Linked DNA regions of Mus musculus: all the other regions are linked to region 1. A link is a contact called in public promoter capture Hi-C data. All regions are on one chromosome and are shown on one strand. The core of a region is the stretch at or near the end of the contact, and the rest is flanking DNA. Distances in the headings are between cores, read along the strand shown.

Region 1 (2,976 bases), core at 149-2,648:
AAACAAAACAGGAAGGCAACTTAGTGACTTTTGACATTATAAAAATTTAAAAGCCCGAGATAAAGTATTTACTAAACTATTTACCAGCTTTGATAGTGAACAAGTCTTGTCTTAAGCCCTTTAGAAAAAGAACTGTTGGTAGTAATTATCCTCCACCAGCTGGGCGGCGGTGGCGCACACCTTTAATCCCAGCACTTGGGAGGCAGAGGTAGGCAGATTTCTGAGTTCAAGGCCAGCCTGGTCTATAGCCTGAGTTCCAGGACAACCAGGGCTGAACAGAGAAACCCTATCTCGAAAAAAAAAGAAAAAAGAAAAGAAAAGAAAGAAAGAAAAAAACAAAACAAAAAAACTATCCTCCACCACACACACACACACACAACACAGTACAACAACCCTACTGCTGTTTTAGAAAGTCAACAATAGTCCATTAGTCCAAGTCATGTAAAATATACAAAAAAGAGCTCACGTATCACTCCCCTGTAACTGAAAATGTGGGGCTTCTAGAAAGGGTACTCATTATAAAGAGCATCTCCTCCTCCCGCGCCCCGGGGCTTTCTAAATGTGTGGATAGTGTGTTTGGGGCTGGCAAGATAGGTTCTAATGTAATAATGCTTCTAGTTTTCCCAGAATATACAAAATTCACCTGTCCTGAGGCTTTGCTACACAGTGGAAGGAAACACTAAAGAATAACATAAAAAGTACTTCGGCTCCTACTGAGGGGACAAATTTCCCTATTTAAATATTCAGTCCCTGGTCTAGAGAAAAGTCACTGACTTCCTCGCGCCTCTGAGCCTCCCCATCGCTCCCAGAGCCTGACCTGAGACTGAGCCTTGAGCTGGCTCAGGATCTCCTGCATTTCCACCTTCTGCTTGTTGCAGGGAGCCTGCGGTAGCGTGGCATTGCAGTTGGGGTCGCGGCCCTTGCACAGGTATGGCGCCAAGCGCGCGCTCCCGCTGACAGCACATTGGTAGAAAGAGCCCTCGAGCAGCGCCACGGCCACCCAGGTGAGGGGCGCGAATGCCGCGGTCATGCTGAGCTGGGCGCACACGAACGCGCTGCGCAACCCCGAACTGAATCGCGCGCTCCGGGAGCAGCAGCCGGTGAGCAGGCGCCATGTGCGCGCGCTCAGCGCATATCCCAGGAGGAAAAGCGCGAGGGCAGGCACCAGCAGGAACACCAGGCCGTAGGGCAGGTTCCAGGTGGCAGTGCAGGGACACTGGAACACCACTGAGGAGAAGATCTTCTCCCCACCAGCCGTCAGTAGGGTCACCAGGCTATAGCCCAGGGCGTTGCGGTGCTTTCTCTGCAGGTCCAGCACTGCCTTGAACTTTTCCATGGGTTCTGCTCACACTGGACACCCCACAGGCTCTGCTTCTCAGGAAGGTTGAGTGAACCGTGTACTGTACTTTACATCGTGCTTTGAAGCAACTTTCAAAAAGGAAACCCTTCCGGGTTTCACTTTCTTTTTTTTCAATCACACCAGTTCTGGTAAAGTCCCACAAATAAAGTCCCTGTGATCTTTGATCTCCTAAGATCCACTCCACATCCCAAGACTGTAGGGAGCAGAAAAGTCCTGAGCAAAGAGAAGATCTGAATGACTGTGTATCTCAACATGGGCAGCCTGTGAGACTGATTGGTCCATGTAAATTCGCAGGAGCCATTACCCGTACAGGTCACAGTCAAAAGTAACAGCAAAGCTGTCCTTGGGAGTCTGAGTATGTTTATAAACAGTTGACCGGTGCATGTAAAACTAGCAATTGCAGCCTTCTCCTGGAAGTTTATAGGCTGTGACTTCTGCCCTACAGAGATGGCTTCCCAATCTAACCCCTTTTCCGTGCTGTACCTAATATACAAGCTAAGGGGAGACCCACCTGACCCCCGCCTCATTGTGTCTGCATGCCTGCTCCTTTTTCGTTCTTTCTTAGCCCCTAGCCAGCCTTCCAGGATCCAAACTGCAAAGGACAGAGCAGAAGGCTGAGGTCCCAGTCACATGACTCCCTCAGTTCTGGAACGCTTTCAAGAAAACTCCGGTTCTGTTTCTTTGCTTTCCTCCAACCCAAAGTGACCTCTTACAGTGTAGGCAGATGACCAAGCTCGGAAAACTTCTGAATTTTTCTCTATTGCAGCAGCCCTAATGCCAAAGCCAAGTCCCAGTTACAAAAACCCACAACATTTACAGGAAACAGGAACATTTCATTTTTCTTTCATAAGCTAAACCACAGTAAAACTGAGAGTGAGAGATGTCTTTAATCCTAGCCTTTAATCGTAGCATTGGGAAGGCAGAGACAGACAGGTGGATCTCTGTGAGTTCAAAGCTAGCCTGATCTATATCTGGAATTCCAGGGCAGCCAAAACTCTACCGTGAGACCAACCCTGTTCCAAAACAAAACAAACAACAACAGCACAGAAACCAAAGCAGAATGCTAGTTAAACCAAACAGTTTTTAAGTTGAAGCTACATCTAACATGACTCCTGTTTTCATTCCCCTCCTGGTAGTTCTTCTGATACAAACTCTAAGCAAGGCTGTGACATTGAACTCTACTATTTCATAACTCCCAATGAAGTGGAGAAAGCTAGAAAGAGCACGAGCTTTGAGCTCAGGCATTCTGTAAGTCCAGCAGCTGATGAGAAAACTGCATTTGGTGCATGTACATGGCAGAAAGAGTGATCAGTTTGGCAGGTTACAACTTACTCTCCTTTTCCCTGAGAATGTACAACAGTTAACTTTATTGCATATCATTTAAGGCTCCAAATGTGTTCACAGTTTTAGGCCAAGGAATAGGCACAGGCACTTCGTACTACTCAAAATAATTCATATGGCCCTTAGCCCAACACAAGGATGGCATCCACACAGAGCTTGAGTAGATAGTTTGTGAAGCGAGGGAGCCATGCAACCGGGGGAACCAGCCCAGAGCCAGAGAGGCCTAGGCATGTCCCAACCCCCAAAATCTCATTCTGAGACCCGCAGGAGCAGGA
Region 2 (2,976 bases), core at 198-2,697, 190 kb after region 1:
ATTATCTAATATAATATAAAAGATACATGAAGAGTTGTTATAATGTGTTACTTAGGGAATGACAAGGAAAAAAAACACACACATGTTGTGTTCAGTGCCTGTGCAATTTCTTTGAATAGTTTAGTCCTGAGGTTGGTTGAATCTGCAGTTGTGGATAACCAATAAAATATACACAATGAAGTATTGTTCAGCCTTAGGAAGAGAGTGATAGTATTTGTAAGAGCATCAGTGAGCCTGGTGGATATAAGGTTCAGTGAGATAAACCAGACACAGACAGACAAGTACTGTATGAACTCATTCATATGCAGAATACATATGTACAGCTGATCTGTAGTCAGACTAAAGTCATGGGTAAGTGAGGCTGGGGGAGGGGGAGAGTGGAGAAATCTCAGCAAAGATGAACTGTAGGAAGGATGAGTGCAGGAGATCTACTACAGTTTCTGGAGACCAGCCTTAGCAGGAACGGAATGTACACTGGAAAAGTGGGTTTTAAGTGGGATAATACATGTGTTAAACGGCTTGAGTTATCCGTTACACAGTGCACACATATGCTATAGTATCATGGTATACATCATAAATATATAATTTCAGCTGTTAATAAAATAGAACTACAGTTAGGGAAAGTAAGATCTTTTAAAAAAGGTTTTCTAGGACTATAAATATGGTAATTTTGAAAAATGTTATGTTTAGGCAGGAAGATCGTTATAAGGTTAGAGACTATCCTGGTCTTCTGCATTAGTTCAGGATCAACCAGGGTTACACAGTGAGTCTCTACTCTGAAAGACAAAATAAAACAATATATGCTATATTTATTTTCTATTATATATATATATATATACATATATATATATAGTTATGGTCTATTTATTTACTTGTGTAAGTGTATGTGTGTACCACCTATACGCTGTACTCGCAGAAGCGAGAAGAGGTGCTAGGTTCCTTGGAACTGGACTTAGCAGCAGCTGGGAGCCTGGGAACTGAGCCTAAGTCCTCATCACGAGCAGCAAGTACTCTTAACCACTGAGCTATCGCTCTAGCTCCAATGTGTGTATATTTTAAGATCTGCAATTCTTTCATAACATATGTTTAATGAACTCTGACGTTCTTTGATAACCATAACTGAAAGGACAGTTTGCATGACATTCTTTATCACACTACGCTGCAAATCCAATGTGGTAACATACATCTAGAACAAATTCTGCAGAGAAGCACTACAAGGGGAACTTTTATAGCAATAGGCTTAGATAGTCCCGTGTTTATCTCTGGATACTCAACAATTAAATAGAGCAATACCAAAAGCCTCCTGAAAGTTAGTATGGCAAGAATTTTATGGTCTTGATCTTAAATGCTACCAACAGCTCTCGTTAAAGGTTCAGTCATAGGTAGCCAATGCTACTGAGAAGGGAGAAGGCTTTTAGAGGTGGGGCTTGAAGGAATCAGGCCCTTGAAAGTTATATTAGGAAACTCCACTCCCCTTTTCCTGGCAGCCACTAAAGGAACAGATTTGTTCTGCCACATGCCATTTGTAGTTGTTTGGCTCTCATAGACTTATGTGTTTGAATGCTTGGTCCACAGGAGTGGCACTATTAGGAGGTGTGGCCTTGTTGGAGTAGGTGTGTGTTTGTTGGAGGAAGTTTGTCACGGTGAAGGTGGGCTTTGAGGTCTCAGATACTTAAGCTAGGCCTAGTGTGGCATTTACTTCTGCTGCCTGTGGATCAAGATGTAGAACTCTCAGCTACTTCCCCAGTACCATGTCTGCCTGCATGCCAGCAAGCTTCCAGTAATGATGACAACAGACTGAACCTTGGAAATTGTAAACCAGCCCCAATTAAAACCAATTAAATGTTTTCCTAGAGCTGTGTCTCTAGTTGCATATGTGGCAGAGGATGTCCTAGTTGGCCATCAAGGGGAGGAGAGGCCCTTGGTCTTTCCAAGATCATACGCCCCAGTAAAGGGGAATGCCAGGGCCAGGAAGTGGGAGTGAGTGGGTTAGGGAGCAGGGTGTGGGGGAGGGTATAGGGGGATTTGGGTATAGCATTTGAAATGTAAATGAAGAAAATATCTAATTATAAAAAAAAAAGAGTAGAGGGGAAAAAAAAAGAAGATTGGCATGGTCATGCTGTTTCTTCACAGCAACAGAAACCCTAACTTAGACTTCCTTCCACAATGGTCTATTTTTTCTTTTTCTTTTTTTCCATACCCTTTCATGTTGGTCTATGTGCCATAAGCCCAAAATAATATGGCCAAGTAACATGGGCTGCAATCTCTAAAACCAACAACAACAAAAAATGACATTTTCTCCTTTTAAGATTCTTCCCAGAGATGGAAATCTCTACAACATATCCTGCTGACTCAAGATCTAGTCACACACAGAGATGACAATTAAACTTTTTGACATTCACCTTGCCCAGTCTTGCCACTCATCTATCCTGATGGCCTTCGTCTTTCAAATGCTCTTCCAGGAAGCTCTAAGAGCACCTGTGAGGAGCAGCTTGCTTCTGATCATTCTTTCTCAACTGCAAAGGGCCTGGTCTTTTCCTGCAACCTTGTTTCTCCATCAGTCTCTTGACAAGTGTGACAATTCTTCCTGGCCTTCTTTGAATGCCTGGATTGTTGCAGAAAAAGCACATGTTGTGTGTGTGTGTGTGTGTGTGTGTGTGTGTGTGTGCATGTGTGCTCACATGTGCACATGGCATGTGCATGCATATGTATGTGTGTATGGACTCATGTTTGTATGTGAGCACGTACACATGTACCTGTGTTGTTTTGCTTTTTTGTTGTTTTGATCTTTGTGGATTCTGTAGAAACTTTTGCTCCCAAAATGGTTGACTCTGACTTACTAATTCATTCCCTCAAGCACATACAGTGTATTACTTAGACCTTAATATTCAGGTGAGATCCATGCCCTTCGTCATTGAAAACAGAGAGAGGCTGACACTTAAACAATATAACATGAGATACAGAGTAAAGTTTAAG
Region 3 (2,976 bases), core at 171-2,670, 180 kb before region 1:
TGTAGGACAGTCAAAACACTGGCACACTGAAAATAGAAATACATACAGAGAAATATGTTTTAAAATACAAGCTATATATGACACAAACAAACTTTATGTTTAGTATTGTATTTCTACATATTCTAGATAAAGGATATTGTGCCTGAATGTCAAGATATCAGAGGTAATAATAAGAAAATTTATGAGTAAAACATTTCAACAAGGCATTGGTGATACACCCTTTTAATCTCAGCACTCCTGAGGCAGAGAGCAGGTGGATCTGTTAGTTGGAGGCCAGCCATAGCTGAGTTCCAAACCATTCAGGGCTGCATAGTGAGACTCCATCTCAAAAAACAATAATACAAGGCATTTCGTCCAACAGGTAGAAAAAAAAGTATATTTAATAAGTTGTCCATGTAAAATAAAGTAAAACAGAAGGCTAATGTTGATCAACATATTTACTTGCATGTAGTAGAATGAGGAGGGTAAATCCACCTTAGTTCACTTCAGAGCTTTATATGTGTCAAACTTAATACCACTGCTGTGGTTTTACATACATGGAAACCCTGGACCAGACAGGTCACTACAGTCAGATAACGATGGAAGGTAAACACCGCAGAGCCCAAAGGTAAAAGCTGTGAGCATTGTAGGAAAACAGCACTTACCGCCAAGATCTAGGAAACTGGGGTATAGACGCTGGTTTCATTAGGTTAGCTAACAGCTCAACCCTCGGAAGTTCATTTTCAAACGAGTTATGAGATTGATGGGCTAATGGGAGATGGACTACTTGTAGGGAGGTGCTAAAACAAAACAAAACCTTTTAACGCAATCACAAACCCAGACCTTCCCCTAGACTATCACCTGGCTGTCACGTATTTTAGTAATAGGAAGGAAAAACGAGGGCAACTATTCCCTTCATCTAATTTCAGCTTTACAAAATCTTTCTACATTTTCCTTTTTCTCGTTTCTCTTCAGACAGTAATAAGTTTCTGTTTCTAGAAGGAAGTTCTATCGATACCTAGTTTCGTTTCTTCCAAGGACTGGGGCACTGCAGATAAAGGACACACTACAAGTAAGGGGGGACCTTCGAAGGGCTAGCCTGGGTACGGGATGGCGAAGGTGGTAAGGCCCGAATCTGTCAAAGTTCTGAGCCAACGTCGCACCGGTGGGGCGCAGGGAACCGGACCTGCGGCCACCCGGAGCCGGCCTGCAGACCCGGACCCACGGCTAGACCGCCGCTCCTCCCCACCGCAGGAGCCAGCCACCGCCCGAAAGCGCGCCCCACACAGCCCGCCCGATCGCCAAGGACAGACCTCCCGAGACTGCCGCGCCGCGACCCAAAAGAGAGCCCAGGCCTCCAAGAGTCCTCCGCAGTCACAACAGACCTTCCTCACTGGCCAGAGAGGGTAGAGATCCCAGCATGCCCCGCTGCAGATCCGTCTGAGTTGCGGTGCATTGTGGGACTTGTGAGGGATTTTTGCAACTTTCGCTTGCACATCAGAGCATCACTGCCCCTCCCACCTTCCAGTTGCAGTTTCCACTCCAGATATGCTAAAACCGTAACTAGATTCTGAGTACATTTAAATGTCTGATTCTGCGGCAAACACCTGTTCCTGTTTACACAGTATCTGAGCTCTAAATTATGTTCTGCGGGTTAATTAAGACAAGTTCCTTTGTCAATATTACAAAGTTGCTTATCCAGTGTTAACAGTCTGTTTCTCCCTCTGGGGGATTGATCTACGAGGCAACTACGGACGTGTTTAAATATGAGGATGACATAATCTGACAAGTATAATATTTTTAAATTATTGGGTATCGTTGAACGTGATGCATGGAGGAAATACTATTTCCTTTAGTAGAATTCCTTCTTTTAGTAAAAAAAAAAAAAAATTCGAAGTCATTGTAAGAGTGAAAGTACTCTTACAGAACATTTTCAAGCTAAAAATGAGCACATTAGCAGTTAACCATTAGCTGCGAGGCCAACAACAATGAAATCATTTCTCCAGAGGTATAAAAACGTTCAGAAAACAGAACTTTGTGGAATGTCTAAACAAGGGGCAACTAAAACTCTGCTTCCAGATTTCCTCCTTCATCAGCTTCCCACTTGACTCGTCTTTTCCTCCAAGACAGTATTAGTTAACGAAAAAAGATGAACTGGCCATCTTCTGTAACCAGGTTGTTATGCCCAGTTTGCGGGAACCCCAGGAGACTGCCAGAAATTGGAAGACCAAATGTAATATACAAAGAGTTTTTATTAACCGGGACCCGGTTCGCTATCTTTCCCAATGCACAGTGACCCCTAAATCTAGGGGTTTAAGGTATATATAGGAGGATGCATAAACTGGGGCTCTCAACCCCTGGTGTTACATGATTGGGAAGAGGAAAAGAGAACCGATAGTATTTGTTCAGACAGGGAGGAGGAATTGCGCAGCTGGAACAAGACCTTTTTGACCTGGGAAGACATAACTTATCAAAGACCAGCGTGTTTTTATAACGCAGTCACAGCTGCCTGAGAATGAGTGGACTTTATCACTTCGAGAATACTAACTCCTGTCTCCTTCAAAGGTCGGAGCCATCTGTGCTTGGGAGAGTGCTTTTATGAAGGAAGGATCACAATATTCCGGCGCCAGATTGGGCTCTCTTTTGTCTGCCCTCTTCATAAGGCCTGAAGCATCTATGTTAGGGGAAAGGGGTACTAACTGCTCTGGCTGCATGCAGGGACAGGAGAGTGCAGTATTTGACGCGCAGAGATTGGGGCAGGTTTCCTGTGTTTCTTCACAGGCAAAGCTTCCAGTGGAGGACAGGAACACCAATGCAGCTACAAAACCTGCTACCTACAACCTGCCTGTAAGATGTGCTGGAGCAAAGGTGGCACAGAACTTGAGGGAGTGGCCAACCAATGACTGGTCTAATTTCAGGCCTAGGTCACTAGAGGGAGCAGATTCCCAAAAAAAAAAAAAAAAAAAAAAAAAAAAGATGTTCCAAAAAAATTAAGTT
Region 4 (2,976 bases), core at 270-2,769, 150 kb after region 1:
ATTTCATTTACAAGAATCCATTCTGTCATAGGTGTAGCATCATTTTCTAAAGGAGAAGTCGCTCCCTCTAGTGACAGTCGTTGGAAATAACACGCCTAGCAAGAATTTAACCGTGGAAATTCCTTTCTCTGTGTGGAAGAAACAGTGCAAGGGAGAGAGGAGGAGACATTATTTACCAGAACTTCACCAAAATTGGATTACAGTTTCAGAAGACCTGACATAGGCATCTGTGTCACTCTCCATCCGCAGTTACTTTTATGAGATGTGTAATTTTCTAACCACGCCATTCTTATTGGTGCGTTTACCACTGTGATAAATGCCACGTCATATAGTTCTTATAATAACCTAAGTCGGTGACCCCTTTGCTATACTAAAATCGCCACCACTACAGTAAGCTTTATAGTAAAATTGTTAAATTTTCTATTTATGTGTGTAGATGGGTTATATTGTCTATGAACTTTATCGAAAAACGTTAAATGGTGTTTTGGAAATATTTGTTATACAGAAGGTGACATTTTTCTGGTAAATTTGAATTTGAGGACCACGAATAACTACCTTCTTTTTCTCAAAACAGAAAGGAAATGAATGTGTTCTTAAATATTAATCTATTTATGGATGCGGAAAGGAGGTGGGAGAAAATATGTATCAACTTGATATAGACTATGCATTTATGCCTATGTCCTAAAGTGACGTCACATCCCGTTCAGAGAACCCGGGAATCAAATGTCCAGGGCTCAAATCATCGCTCTGTCATTTTCTATGTTATTCTGGTAAGAGACCCAGTCTCTCCTTGTCTCAATAAAATGGATATCTTAATACATCAGAGGATTGTTATGCAAACTATTCGATGCCACGGTGCAAGACACACCAGTAAAAACAATCATTAATGATGACCACAAAATCTTTTCCAAAAAGAATAATTCCCAAAGCAAACCCACAGATCTTTGTTCCCCAGTAACGTCAGAGCTTAGAATAGAACTGAGTTTTTATTATTATTTTGAGCCAACGTGTATGCAGCCCAGGTTAGCCTCCAAGTCAACGATCCTCCTCAGCACCAGAGCACTGAGGCGACAGACAAGGGCCATCACACCAAGCTAGACTTCATTATTTTTTTCAGTTCTGTGGTGGTGGTGGTGGTGGTGGTGGTGGTGGTGGTGGTGGTGGGGAACCGTGGCATTCACCTTGGTTAATACAAACATTTGGCTCCTAGCTTTGTCTAATACCAGGAGGTGTTTTTACCGTTCCACATAAGTGGAAAGGGGATGAACTTGTTTGCAGACACAGACACACACACGGCTGCAGCCCGGATGCGGGCGAAGGGTCCAGAAGCCAGGTCCAGAAGCCCCGCCACTGTCTTCAGTCTCCTAGGATGATTGACATCCCTTTACGGAAACAAACGTGACAACCGCTATCCGCTACATTTACAGAAGCCAAACAAATACGGAAGTCACGAGCTGAAGAACCAATCAGGTGCGCTGCAGGTTCTCGCGAGACTTGCGGGCTGTGGCTCTGGCGTCACTGCGCTGGAGAGAGCGAGGGGCGGAGCTGGGGTTGCGGGGGACCGTGAGGGTTGTTGTTTGTAGGCGGAGGTCTGCGCGACTAGACCCGACATGAGCAGCCCGGAGCGGGACGAGGGGACCCCTGTCCCCGACAGCCGCGGCCACTGCGATGCTGACACTGTCTCGGGGACCCCAGACCGGCGACCGCTGCTCGGCGAGGAGAAGGCGGTGACAGGTGAGGGCCGCGCAGGGATCGTGGGGAGCCCCGCGCCCCGAGATGTCGAGGGCCTTGTCCCCCAGATTCGGGTGGCCGCAGCTAGGCAGGGAGAGTCACCTCCTTCCGTTCGGGGCCCCGCGGCAGCGGTGTTCGTGACACCGAAATATGTGGAGAAGGCCCAAGAAACTCGGGGAGCGGAGTCCCAGGCCCGTGACGTGAAGACGGAACCGGGCACCGTCGCGGCTGCAGCGGAAAAGTCAGAAGTGGCCACGCCAGGGAGCGAGGAGGTGATGGAGGTGGAGCAGAAGCCCGCGGGCGAAGAAATGGAGATGCTGGAGGCGAGTGGAGGAGTGAGGGAGGCGCCGGAGGAGGCAGGGCCCTGGCACCTGGGCATAGATCTTCGCAGGAACCCGCTGGAGGCCATCCAGCTGGAACTGGACACTGTGAATGCTCAGGCCGACAGGGCCTTCCAACATCTGGAGCAGAAGTTTGGGCGAATGCGACGACACTACCTGGAACGGAGGAACTACATCATTCAGAATATCCCAGGCTTCTGGATGACTGCCTTCCGGAACCACCCTCAGTTGTCCGCCATGATTAGGGGTCGGGATGCAGAGATGTTAAGGTACGTAACCAGTCTGGAGGTGAAGGAACTGAGACACCCTAAGACTGGCTGCAAATTCAAGTTCTTTTTTCGAAGAAACCCCTACTTCAGAAACAAGCTGATTGTCAAGGAATATGAAGTGAGATCATCTGGTCGAGTGGTGTCTCTTTCCACTCCAATCATTTGGCGGAGAGGGCATGAGCCCCAGTCCTTCATTCGCAGAAACCAAGATCTCATTTGCAGCTTCTTCACCTGGTTCTCGGACCACAGCCTTCCAGAATCTGACAGAATCGCTGAGATTATCAAAGAGGATCTGTGGCCAAACCCACTGCAATACTACCTGTGTCGTGAAGGAATCCGTAGACCCCGACGTCGCCCAATAAGGGAGCCAGTGGAGATTCCCAGGCCTTTTGGCTTCCAGTCAGGTTAATCTTTGCATTTGAAAATGCGGCCGGAACTGGTCCCTTCTCACCTGTGCTTGAGCAAATGCAACGGGTATGCAGTGTTTTGATTTCTTTCCTCCTGACTTTTCTGCATCTTCTATCTGGATAGTCTCCACCTCGAGATTAAGACTGGACATGCTTCTGCTTTCCCATGGCCTTCATGCTGTTCTGAATTAGTATCTGCTGGTTCACGGCCCTGGCTTATACCCTTTC

What was found. Promoter capture Hi-C pulls out the DNA fragments that hold promoters and counts their contacts.
Region 2: a promoter capture Hi-C map of embryonic stem cells shows a contact between it and region 1, with 2.6 times the contacts expected there. The contact joins the enhancer-like site here to the promoter of Calhm6 in region 1. A contact is called at or near these places in 9 of 39 promoter capture datasets (the C10 cell line, the HPC-7 cell line, cranial neural crest and 6 more), 1 of 15 datasets of contacts at CTCF or cohesin (embryonic stem cells), 5 of 115 datasets of contacts at active chromatin or transcription factors (bone marrow-derived macrophages, double positive thymocytes and embryonic stem cells) and 4 of 9 other capture datasets (adipose tissue, liver, macrophages and 1 more).
Region 3: a contact with region 1 is called in a promoter capture Hi-C map of hematopoietic stem and progenitor cells. The contact joins the promoter of Zup1 here to the promoter of Calhm6 in region 1. A contact is called at or near these places in 7 of 39 promoter capture datasets (the C10 cell line, the HPC-7 cell line, hematopoietic stem and progenitor cells and 4 more), 2 of 484 Hi-C or Micro-C datasets (hematopoietic stem and progenitor cells and regulatory T cells), 2 of 115 datasets of contacts at active chromatin or transcription factors (effector CD8 T cells and memory CD8 T cells) and 3 of 9 other capture datasets (adipose tissue, liver and pancreatic islet).
Region 4: a promoter capture Hi-C map of pre-B cells shows a contact between it and region 1. The contact joins the promoter of Tspyl1 here to the promoter of Calhm6 in region 1. A contact is called at or near these places in 15 of 39 promoter capture datasets (the C10 cell line, the HPC-7 cell line, cranial neural crest and 8 more), 20 of 484 Hi-C or Micro-C datasets (B cells, CD4 T cells, CD8 T cells and 12 more), 26 of 115 datasets of contacts at active chromatin or transcription factors (the 230-238 cell line, CD8 T cells, the HPC-7 cell line and 13 more) and 5 of 9 other capture datasets (adipose tissue, embryonic stem cells, liver and 2 more).

The regions. Positions count from the first base shown.
Region 1 is chr10:34,126,574-34,129,549 of GRCm38.p6, forward strand. It overlaps Calhm6 (calcium homeostasis modulator family member 6), which reads right to left and starts at 1,399. Exons shown (of 2, transcript NM_175449.4): 1 at 818-1,399. The coding sequence starts at 1,336.
Region 2 is chr10:34,319,499-34,322,474 of GRCm38.p6, forward strand. All of the region lies in intron 8 of Nt5dc1 (5'-nucleotidase domain containing 1), which reads right to left. Among named protein-coding and RNA genes, the nearest start is that of Gm26564, 24 kb to the left of the region's middle. Within about 2 kb of position 1,448, at least 3 of the 459 cell types and tissues checked have an H3K27ac peak or open chromatin away from gene starts, as enhancers often do.
Region 3 is chr10:33,949,839-33,952,814 of GRCm38.p6, forward strand. It overlaps Zup1 (zinc finger containing ubiquitin peptidase 1), which reads right to left and starts at 1,421. Exons shown (of 11, transcript NM_001359455.1): 1 at 1,293-1,421; 2 at 1-26.
Region 4 is chr10:34,280,671-34,283,646 of GRCm38.p6, forward strand. It overlaps Tspyl1 (testis-specific protein, Y-encoded-like 1), which reads left to right and starts at 1,520. Exons shown (of 1, transcript NM_009433.3): 1 at 1,520-2,976. The coding sequence starts at 1,611. The coding sequence ends at 2,750. The region is part of intron 1 of Gm26564 (a long non-coding RNA gene); the gene reads right to left.